Linked DNA regions of Mus musculus: region 1 is linked to region 2. A link is a contact called in public HiChIP or PLAC-seq data. All regions are on one chromosome and are shown on one strand. The core of a region is the stretch at or near the end of the contact, and the rest is flanking DNA. Distances in the headings are between cores, read along the strand shown.

Region 1 (5,535 bases), core at 388-2,887, 170 kb before region 2:
CAATGTCTTCTGCTTCTTGGTTCTCAGGTATTAGAAGTTAGAAGATTTTAAAGATTTTTATCAACTAGTTACACTTTTTACATCACTGAGCCTAGAGGGGGCTGGGAAATAAATGGTGTTTTCTTCCAGTTCATCTGTCTGCCCCTTTCCTTCGAACTAGGATGTGGCTTTAAGCATTAATCACCTCAGAAAGCATACAGAGATGTAGGTGAGTTAAAGAATCTGGGGTTTTCCCTTGATGTTTTAGACAGAGGGGAAGCCACTGCTATAAAAAGTCGTGTAAAAAGCACCTCCATGAAGAATGTGGGGCGAGTCTAATGTCAAGACCATTTTAGTGTTAGGTAAGTCCACTGAGGGAATTCCCTCCCTTAAAAAAATAAAATGAAACAAATTACTAGAAACCACTGCTCTTGCTGTTTCTTCCAGCCGCTGGTCTCTGGGGTGTTATGAGGAAGGTGAAGTTGTAGGCGGATCCAGGAGACTGCTACCCCCGTGTCAGATGGTGGTGAGAATGCACTACTTGGTACTTGGTGCCTTTATAAAGAGGGACATCAAAAGGCTGTGACTGATATGGGCCAAGGCACTTGAATGCAAGGTGACAAAATAAAAACTGGGGAAGTACACTGCTATCTCAGGAATGAAAGGTGGTGTCTCAGATTTCTCAGAGTGGGAAGGACCCAGCTTTGAAATTATCTGCTATAGACATGAAGCAACCCAACTCTTCAGGTTATTCTAGGGTATGACCTGTGACTCCAGCCCAAGGGAGAGAGCTGGTGTAATCTCTTGATCGCCCCAATTCAAGGTACCTGTTTGATGAAAGAAATCACCCAGGCTTATGACCTGGGCTAGAACTAATTATTAAATTTCTGGTCCTGAAGTCCCTGTTGGCTTCTATGGTTTCTTGAGGTCCATTGAATGGAAATCTTGGCAACAGAAGCCTGAAACAAAGTCCAAGCTCCCCCTCAGACTGTCCTAAGGGTAGCTTTTGATCATGAGTTACATCGATTCTTCCCCAGAGTCAGCATTAACCATCTGGTTGGTGCAAGCAACACAGCGTTATCCACATAAGGGAAGCTAGCTTACCCTCGGCTGTCGCCTGGTTGAGATCTGTGGCTTCTTTTATTGTCTTTGCTGTTAAACATAGTTTCCCTTTATTTTCCTCTTGCCATGGAAACCATGATAAATAAAAGAGAAGCGTGATTTAAAAAGGTCTCTAGCTGCAGATGCATGTGGCTTGTGAGATCAGTCAGTAAACATGTGCCTGCTTTGGTGCCAGAGATGAGCTATAAATCCTGGGGATTAAAAGTGGGGGAAGGGAAAGAAAACTTGAAAGCATTGGTCAAGGAAAATAGGGGCTTCGTGTCAATGTGTTCAGGTTTCAGTTTCTAATATTTGGTGGTGTTTGTTCATAAGGGTTTGTGGTGTGTATGATGTGTAAGTTTTTTTTGTTTGTTTGTTTTGTTTTGTTTTTCTGGAAAACTGAGTTAAATCCAATGGAAGTTTGTGTTGTTGTTTGATCGGTTGGGTTTTTGGCTCTCCTTCATCTAACTTCTTTAGGGAGATTGTTTACAATTATGCTGGCATGGTGTCACACAGACTCATTCCAATGGAATCCAGCTAGGTGGTCCTAATGCTCTTGTCCCAGCTGTGGACATGTGTTTTGATTTAAACAGTGTTTGGCTGGACCATGGTCTGCTTCATCCTATGGAAGATGTAATTTTCAGCAGAAGACTTGGGCTAGCATCATGCCACCTACAAAGTTACTCCTTTTAAACAGAAGATTTCCCACTTAATCTCCAGATATAAATCTGAAGATCCCACAAGTAGTTTATCCAATGTGGTTCTCAACCCTAGGTTTATAAACCTGCCTTGGTAAAACAGTAGGTATTCCCTACCACCGCTCACCCCATACCTCATCAGTCCCAGAGATCTAGAAAGCCTTGGATGAATGAGACTCTGTGTGTGTGTGTGTGTGTGTGTGCAAATATCTGTAAATGCCATATATGATATTTAAAGTGTAACTATTGTTGAGAGCTCCTGAATTTAAAAAGTATGCTCTCTCAAAAGCAATATGCTTTAATGATGAATAAAAAATGAGGCTAGGAAGGAGAGAAGATACAGAAATAAGGATAGTTAAATAGTGCCTGTGTTCCTAGAGGCTCCTCTCCATGCTTATGCTAGCCCTTTCCTTACCTGATGGCTTCACTAGATTTTCCATAAACGTGAGTGCTTTAAAACTGTACAGCTCTGGGGCTAAGAGATACCTCATTTGATGAGTGTCTTCCTTGTAAAAATGAAAACTTGATCCCTCGAGCCAACATAAGTAAGCTGGACATGGTGGTGTGTGCTTGTAATCTTGGCATTAGAGAGGCAGTGACAGGCAGATCCCAGTCTAGCACAATGAATGGGATCCAGACCAATAAGAGATTCAGTCTCAAAAGTAAGATGGACAACCCCTTAGTAACCACAGTCCAAATTGACCTCTAGCCTCTACTGGTGAATACACAATGACTAAACCTATGAACGCACATCACATACGCACACCACACATACCACACACAGACGTACCAACAACCAACCACCACCACCACCACACACACCACCAATCACCATCATCAATACCAACAATAACAACAACCACCACCACCAACAAAAACAACCACCAGTCACCACCACCACCACCACCACCAACAACAACAACAACAAAAACAACCATCACTAACAGCCACCACCACCAACAAAAATAAAAAGAACCATCACTTACAGCTACCACCACTACTACCTTAACAACAACCACCAATAACAACAAAACACTATAAAATCCCATCCATTTGGAAATCAGAGGCATGGAGAAAAGTCACCTACAGGTTTAATTAATTAATGATGATGATGATGATAAATTACAGACCAGACAGCCATTTTACTAGGCTAATGTTTTCATGAATTTCCATGTAAGTGAACTGGTTCTTGGCTGGCTCAACTTTAGTTGGACTGGGTAGGATTTTCTGAGGAGTGTTCAGCTTATACAACAGATACACATATGCTGCTTATGACCACTCCCCATGTCCTCTACAGTGTTTAAGCCTTTGCTTGACTCGTCCCTTAGCATCTTTGTAAATGAGAAAATAGGCATGAGCACTTGTCTGCTTTTTCTCAGCTAGCAAGCGGGAATTGGAGCTTGGGTCTGTTGCTCAAAGCCACACTGCAACTACAAACCCCTTGGCTTCATGCCTTGCCTGTGGAATAAACCGTACTGGAACAGTAAAGACCATTATCTGACTGATAGAGTACCTACTTCAGGGAAATCCCTAACATATGTTCAAGAATATGAACAGAAGACCAAATATTCTGGTAAATGTTCCAGAGGTGGCTGAGAGCTTTATTAAAAATGTATTAAGCAACTCTGAAAGAGGGCTAACCTTTGCTAAATCTGGGTGCTTTTGTTTGTCTCTCTGTCATTCTGTAGGTCTGAAGTATTTCATTGCTAATTATTCTTGAGTAATGGGACATAGAAGAAAGATGATAAGCTTCTTTGTATAATGAATTATTCAGGTGGTTTTAAATAAACTAGAGGGCAGATAATAGTTGATATGACCTCAACAGAGAGATAAGGTGGAGAAAGGGGTGTTGTCTAATTAACTACAAAGGAGAGGGGAATATGAGAAATAATTGAATCACCAGCTCTCTGTGTTCTGTTGTATGTGTTTCCCCCCAGCGTTCTCCCCAGTGTGACTCTTCCTGCTTAATGACTAAGGTCAATTCGCCAGTAATATACCCAAGAAGAAAAGAGACATTGGTTTTTATGTTCAATGCTAATTTTTCCAGCAAAATACTAGTGTTCATGAACCACAGTCACTGCACGTCACAAACTCAAAGCCAAAGAGTTCAAATACCACCCACATTGACCTAGCTGTTTTTGTTGTTGTTTAGAGTATAGTATATGTGTGCATGCATGTTTGCACTTGAGTGAAGAAGCCAGTAATTGACGTTGGGTGTCTTCTTCCTCTATTGCTCTCCTCCTCCTCCTCCTCCTCATCCTATCATCATCGAGACAGTCTTTCACTGAACCTGGAGCTTGCAGATACAGGTAGACTGGCTAGCCAGCAATTCCCAGGAATCCCTCCACCTTCTGCTCCCCAGCCCTGGGTTACAGGTGCACACTGGCATATATGGAGCTTTCACAAGAGTGCTGGGGATCTAGGCTTAGTTCTTCATGCTTACACAGCAAGCACTTTACTGGCTGAGCCGTTTTCCCAACCCCATGTTGTCTAGTTTTTGAAAGAATCTCATAGGTTATCATGGCTATATGAAGAATCATCTAGAAGACAGCAACTTCTGTTCAGTAGAAGGTGAATCCTGTTGACTCTTTATTCCCAAGTCCAGTGTGACCCCAGAGATTGTCCCTTGGTTTTGACTCATGGTTCATGAAGTCAATAAGTCGCATTGTGTCCCTCATCTGGCACCTGGGCACAGCGGATGCCTCCCACCCAGCATTCATTGTGTGTAGTATAAAAGGGGGAGCCATTTATCTTGTCATGTTCTTGCTTTGGGGCAGGAATGTACATGTCTCGTTAGCAGGAGCTCTTGAATGTGGTGAACTTACATCTATAAATAAGTCTTAACAGAAGAGGCTCGCCAAATTTTTAATGAGACATTACTCCCCTTCCACCAAGTTAAAGCAGCTACTATGACACTTCTATTTCCAGTACAAGTGGCAATGGGAAAAGCACTTAATACAGTATTCATTTTTATTAAGAATTCAGCACCATTCATACAAATGGAAGCCCACTTTCTAGAAAAGTACATAAGTAAATGAGAATAGGGGTGTTAGTTTTCTCTTAAAAGTAACATTTTATGTTTTATTTCATTCCCCACTTTTTTATATGTGTTCAATTTCTCTCTCTCTCTCTCTCTATATATATATATATATACATATATATGTGTGTGTGTGTATAGAGATGTGTAGATTATGCATGCATGTATGTATATTGCACATACGCACTCATGCATGTATGCACATATGCAGGTATCTGCATTCTTTACACATGTTCTCTGAACCTTAGAGGGGATGGTGTAAAATGTCTTGTCATGGGCTGAACCCACAGATCTCACTCATTCTTAGCATTTGGGGTGCCCACAAGTCTCTGCATTCACCACTGTTCACCATAAGGAGGGGAATCTCTGATTAAGGCAGAGAGCAGCTTTAGTCTATGGGTGTAAGCATAGATATTTAGAAGGCGGTGTGGGACTATGCCAGCTTAATTAAGCAACAGTAATAAATTCCCACCTGTGCCTACAATCTCCCCAGACCTGGAGTTGTTGACCAGACTTGCAGTACCTGGCAGTCTTCCCTCCAAGCATTGAGCAGGCCTCCAATTCAATTAGAGGCTATTGGTAACACAAACAACGGTCAAGCATAGAGGTCACAAAGTTACAAAGCACGAGTCACAAAGGTGGGTGGCATATTTTGCCTGGCATGTTGGCTTCCTGGTTTCTTGGTTCATAGCTGGAGAAGACCAACACTGCCTGTTATCA
Region 2 (6,193 bases), core at 1,255-3,754:
TGAAATTAATATTTTGATGGATGGAAATAGTTAAATATTAGCAATTTCACTTGATTCAGATAATATATTCTGCCTATTTAACAACACTTTACTAGACATTCAAATTATTTTCATATGCTGGTATCTTTGCTCTGAAATTACCTTTACTTGGTGGTGGACTGATTGGTTTTATTTTTGGTGATGAGTTGGTATATAAACATTTTCTATTTGTGGTATGCTTCAAAGTCTATGATTTACTACTAATAAACTAAGACCCTCATTTTTATTGTAATGGTAAATATATGACTTACTCAATTGAGTCTAACATGGACCTAGAACGAAACTTTTATCTCAAGGAAGCAATCCTCTCTACTTCTCTTCTTTATTTCTTTGTTCGTGTTAAGAAACTAACACTATAGAAAGGGAAATTGGAAAGGGATTTCTGTGGCTAAGAAACTAGACACCTCCTCCCACTAGTACCTGTAATCTGGGTACCTCTTACCATTCAATCACTGACACAGTAAAGATGAGTAACTTTAAGTATAAATATATACATACATGCACATATACCTAATTTGTAGAAAGACCCTAACTCCTCCACTCTCCCAAAAGACAAAGATAAGAAAATGATCTCATGGAAATCCCATATGCAAAGCAAATGGCAGTGGTGACATTCTGATTGATGGAGGGAGGGAAAATCCAAGGTGTTACATGCTTAGCACATTCCCTCTGGCTTCCCACTCTAGGTGCTTTAAAAATAGCAACTTCAGCAGTAATGGCAAGATCAAACCCCCTTACACTCTGAAGGCTTTTGGTTATTGTCCTTATTAATAATCTTCTTTTCCTCATTAAAAACTTCAAATGTTGTTAGATTCATGCAGCATGAATCAAAGGAGAAACAAATGTTCTCAATGCTAGAATGGCCCCATCATGCCACTTAATGGATTTGTATTTAAAATGACAATCTTGGATATAGTTTCTTAGGTGGTTTTCAGAGTCTAATTGCTATCAAGTAAAACTCTTTCTACCAAATTAGTACTCCCATGTGCTGATCCCTTCTGATTAATGTAAGAAAGGCAATGGTGCTGAGGGGTGTCCTTCAGTTCTTTGTGAATTCAGTGATCAGTAAATGGTCTGATTCCCATTCCCTGTTTTAATTCAGAAGAACCACGGAGTGTATTTTTCTGTTCATAAGTATTTCTGTACACTGAATGTAAAACACTGAAACATGCGATGGCAGTTGTGGTGATGGGCCTGGTAAAGGCGCTGGCTTTGAAAATGGTGATTTTGGTGGTGGGACTGTTGGTGTGGCATTTCATCAAATGCGGTGGTCTTTTCTCCAAGGAACAAAGCGGTCTCTCTGCAATAGTTATGTGCAACTACAAGCAAGTTTGCCTCTCCTAAGCAGGGAATCACATACCGTGCATTTCACTGTATTCTTTTTCTAGGCACCCTTGTAATGATCTGTACCAACTTTTGGAACCCCTGTTGTCTGTGTATATTGTTTCCCATATGATTTGATCGTATAATTTGGATTTAAAATTAGTCACTTGAGTTTGTCTCTACCTAGAGCTTTCTGGTGATGGGTATTTGAGAAGGTTAGACCATTGTGAGACAGGTTAGTTTTACCCTACTGATGATGTGTTGTTGCCATGGTAATCCTGCTCAGTATGAGAGGAACCGCAGGTTCAGACATTTGTATGTCCTTGGCTGAGGAGCCAATGGGGCGAAGCTACCATCATCTGCAGACAGCTATTCTCCCTTTGAAAAACAGCTCTTGGTCTGCTATTGGGCCTTAGTGGAAACTGAAAGTTTGACAATAGGACACCAAGTTACTATGTGACCTGAATTATCAATGGTTGCTGATCATGTGGGCTTAACCTTTTTTTTTTTTTAAATATGAACTGAGACTTCTGATGCCCAGCTGCCTGTCACTCACACCATTTCACTGGTTCTTAATACACTTAGGGTTGACCTTTCTCCTCTCTGGATAAATAGTTTGATTTTCCCTTTGAGCTTTTGCCTCGTTCATTCCTAAGATTCTTTTGTTTCAGATTCAGAGAAATCTCTTTTTATGCTGGATGGTCTGAGCCACATTGCACCCATTTAAGTGATCACATTCCAGTATCACAATCCTTATCCAAGCTATGAAGTATCTCATTCAAAACTCAGCCCTGTGAAAGCATCATCATATTTTTCTCAGAATAGCCTTTAGCTCTGTTCTTGGATTTCTACCCGCACGGTATTTTTAGTGCTCATCTGGGATGACCTGTGCTGCCTGAGTTTCCTTCATGTTGATTAAGGATCCAGCCTGTTCAACAATGTCTCAAAGGATGAGCAGTGCCTTCTTCCTTGTTGTTAGCAGATGATGGCTTTCCGAAAACGCAACCAACAGAAAGGGAGATGACAGTGTGAATGGAGATACAGTGCTGACTGGTTTTTATTGCTTTATTACTCTAGGAGATCGAGACTCATCCAAGGACTCCAGGGGGAGTTCCCGCACTGTGACTCATGGATCCGAATTAGCTGGTGAGTTTAAAATGTTTAGTCACTGTTATAATCTCCGAACCCGATGATTGCTAATGAAACATGCATCACTGTCCCTAGAGAATTATTTCACACTTTTTTTTAAAACATATATTTTCAGTCTCAGGGAAGGCTTATTAAGTCACTTTGCTGGACCCCACCCCAAAGTTTCTGATTCAGTAAGTCTGGGGTGGAGCCCAAACACTTGTATTCTTAATAAATTCCCAGTCATCCTGATTCTACTGGGATGGGCACTCTACTTAGACAACTGACACTGTGGCAAAAGAGCGTCCATGTGAAAGGGTCTGGAAGGATTCAAGCAATACTTCTCTGCTGGCTAGTTTTATGGCACAAACAAGCTAGAGTCATCTCAGAGAAGGGAGCCTCAATTGAGAAAATGCCTCCATATAACTGGGCTGTAGGCAAACTTGTAGGACATTTTTATAGTTAATGATTGACATGGGGTGGCCCAACTCTGTTGTAGGTGAGACCACTGCTCGGTTGGTGCTCCTTTATTCTATAAGGAAGCAAAATGAGTCACCAAGGGCAAGCTAGTGAGCAGTACTTTCCCCCATGGCCTCTGCATCACCCTGCCTCCAGCCATGTTTGAGTTCCTCCTGCCTTGACTTCCCTCAATGGACTGTAACACATAAGCCAAATAAACCCTTTCATCCCCAAGTGGCTTTTGGTCATGGTGTTCATCACACTATGTGACCCTAACAAGGACAACCCCATTTTACACTGCCCCATTATGGAGTCAAAAAGAGAACTCTTTAGGCATGAAATAGCTTGGCTTTGATCATCATTCATTTACCTCTAAATTGAGAAAGATGATGACAGGGTCTGAGATTCAATGTTCTAGCTGATAATCTGGAGATATTGTCACAGGGCACTCTTTACAACCAAATGACAGAATAAATACCTAGAAAATGTTTAGCATAAATCTCATAATGTAGCCAGCATTTCAGAATTTACTGTGTGCCAGAAAGATTAAGCAAAGCATTTCATTTCTACATTGAACTACATGAAACTGATATTTCCATAGGGCAAGTGATCCCAATACCAGGGAATTTAGAGCTCATTTACTGTTAACATATCTAATTACCTTGCAAACCCTATAATATATGAAAACACTGTTATCATCACCTTATTACGGATGAGGAGACTGAGGTAAGAGGTAAGAAAGGTAAGAGGAGGGAAGCAACTTGCCAAGTTGATATGACCAGAGAGTGGTGGAGCCAGGTTTCAAGCCTGGGTCTCATATTGCCTTGCCTAAGCCCAGTCTGGAAGAAAATTCCATAATGACCATAATTACTGCCAGACATGCATTATTAAATAGACTGCTGTTGGCCATGACTCAGATGAACCCCTAGAAACATTACTCCAGGCAGCAAAGTCTGACAGGAGGCAAACCTACTTCTAATCCCTAATGCTGGGATTACAGAGATGTCTCTTACCACTTCCTCTATGAGCTCCTAATTATTACAAATCTATGTGGTCCATAAGATCCAGAAAATCCATAAAAATTAGCAGCCTCTGCTGCATGAGTTTGATGCAAGTGCCGCCTCTAGTGTTCTAATGAATCTGGGGATGGATGGATATTTACATGGTGGCTTTGGTGACAGCCCTTAAATGTAGGAGCTCTGGGGTGTAGGGCTCTTTGGAAATTATCCTAAAAAGAAAGTAATGGTTCAAGCTCACCAGGGTCTTTAGCACACTTGGCATTCCCCAGCTTTAGTTTCCTTGTTAGTAAAAGTAAACCTCCGGTCACCTACTTCAGTAATAGAGATTTTGTGTAAAAGTCAAGGTATTGAGAAAGTAAGAGATTATTGTTTGAAGGCACAGTTTCCAAAGCCAAGCGATCCCTACAACTTTGAGTGTAGCCTGTGGAGCAGCAGAGATTGCATACAGAAGCTTGCTGGAAGCGCCTAATTTTGTCCCATCCAGGTAGATACACACTGGGTGAGGGTCTCAGTCATCCAAGCCCCTCCCCTTCCGCTGATTTGTGTGCTCCACTCTCTCTGCCTTTCTCACAGTTGACGCCAACGGAATGATCTCCGTGCCCATGTCTGGGGTTGGGCCACGTTTCCAAACTGGTGTGTCCAGTGCCCTGCTTTGCAGAACTTGTTCTCCAGGCCTGTCCTACCCTGGTTAGATCTATGGATCTTTTGGTCTGTCTGTGGCTTGAAGTGAGAATCGGGTGGGCGGGAACTAGTCTTTTTCCTTTGGCTCCTGTGCAGGTGTCTATTGTTCAGACAGGAGGTTTCATCTTGTGCACACACCTAGATCTTTCCTTGCTGGGAGCACTTCTTTGGAAAAGGAAAATAAATAGATTATAATCTATTAATGGCCTCCTTTTCAAATATCAAAGGCTGCTATGAGTCAGACCAGAGAGACCAGTGGGAGTGACTGTACCTTTACAGTGGTTTTCAAGGCCAAAGTTCTCCAGTTTGGAGGGCTGATATGCCATGACTTGTGCATGCAAACCCTGCCAGTTGCTCAGGACACTGACAGGTGGGTAGAAAAATTGCCTTGGCCTCTTTTGAGATTTGTGAAAGACAGGCCACTCTCGGAACAGGATGAGGTCTGTCGAAACAACACAGAAGTTACTTGGCTCTGTTTTGTTTGCTCTTTAGGAAATGCACAAACTATATAAACCAAGTTATCCTATGTAGTTAGATTTTACCATTTACTCTGCAGAGTCTAAAGTTTGACCCTCTCAGCTATCCTGGCCAGTGGGCTAACCAAACAGTCTTGTCTTGGCTTCTCTCTCCTTGGTGGCCTTTACGATTCCAGAACAGGTTGCTGTTTAGTGGCAAGGAGTAAAGGAAGAAAAGAAACAGAAAACCAAGATGTTTCTTTTTAGATGTGGAAAAGATATCATTTTCCTTGTTTGGAAAAGGCACCTGGGCTCTGACTCAGTGATTGTCTTCTCACAATGCTTCTTTACAAGTAGGGAGTTTTGTTTCTTTCCTTATTTTGTCGTTTGACAGTAGAAAGCATTCATCTTTCTATTATGTTTCACTGTATTAGCATAGACTCTACGAACCACTTATTTATAAACAGAAAAAGTGCCACTCCCACACACACACACACACACACACACACACACACACACACACACACACACACTTACACACCATGGCAAAAATAAAATTGGCGTTCACACCAGTACCTACAATCAATGTTCATCCTAGTTTGCTTTCCATTGCTGTGATAAAGGCCTTCACCAAAGTAACTTGGGGTGGGGGAGGTCTATTTGAATTGCCTATCCTGAGTCATGGTATACTGAAGACAGTCAGGGCAGGCAGCTGGAGGCAGACACTGAAGCAGAAGCCATGTAGGAATGTTACTTATAGCTTGCTCTCCATGGACTGCTCAACTTGAATTCTTATACTACCCAGGACCACTTGTCTGGGGCGGCACTACCCTGGTGAGCTGGGCTCTCCCATATCAATATTCAAGAAAGTTCCCCCACAGATTTACTTATCGGATGGAGGCATTTCCTCATTTGAAATTCCTTCTCCACAGATGACTTGGGCTTGCATGTATCAAGTTGATAAAAACTGACCAGCACAATTTGCATGTGATTGTTTTAGACTTTGGACTTTCCAAAGCATATAAATATACTAGGGATATTAATAAAATGAAGACATTGTTTCTGGAGGTTTCGAGTGTTGCTTGAGAT

The links. HiChIP or PLAC-seq counts read pairs in DNA pulled down with a chosen protein or histone mark.
Region 1: a contact with region 2 is called in a FOXA1 HiChIP or PLAC-seq map of pancreatic cancer cells. The contact joins two enhancer-like sites. A contact is called at or near these places in 1 of 15 datasets of contacts at CTCF or cohesin (CD8 T cells), 7 of 484 Hi-C or Micro-C datasets (the AML12 cell line, CD4 T cells, Th1 cells and 2 more), 4 of 115 datasets of contacts at active chromatin or transcription factors (CD8 T cells, memory CD8 T cells, pancreatic cancer cells and 1 more) and 1 of 9 other capture datasets (embryonic stem cells).

What each region holds. Positions count from the first base shown.
Region 1 is chr2:102,994,158-102,999,692 of GRCm38.p6, reverse strand. No RefSeq gene overlaps it. Among named protein-coding and RNA genes, the nearest start is that of Gm34483, 56 kb to the right of the region's middle. Within about 2 kb of position 1,637, at least 66 of the 459 cell types and tissues checked have an H3K27ac peak or open chromatin away from gene starts, as enhancers often do. A contact at or near this core is called in pancreatic cancer cells, where this site is marked.
Region 2 is chr2:102,824,857-102,831,049 of GRCm38.p6, reverse strand. Cd44 (CD44 antigen) reads left to right here. Exons shown (of 9, transcript NM_001039151.1): 6 at 2,440-2,508. Among named protein-coding and RNA genes, the nearest start is that of Gm23731, 70 kb to the left of the region's middle. Within about 2 kb of position 2,504, at least 22 of the 459 cell types and tissues checked have an H3K27ac peak or open chromatin away from gene starts, as enhancers often do. A contact at or near this core is called in pancreatic cancer cells, where this site is marked.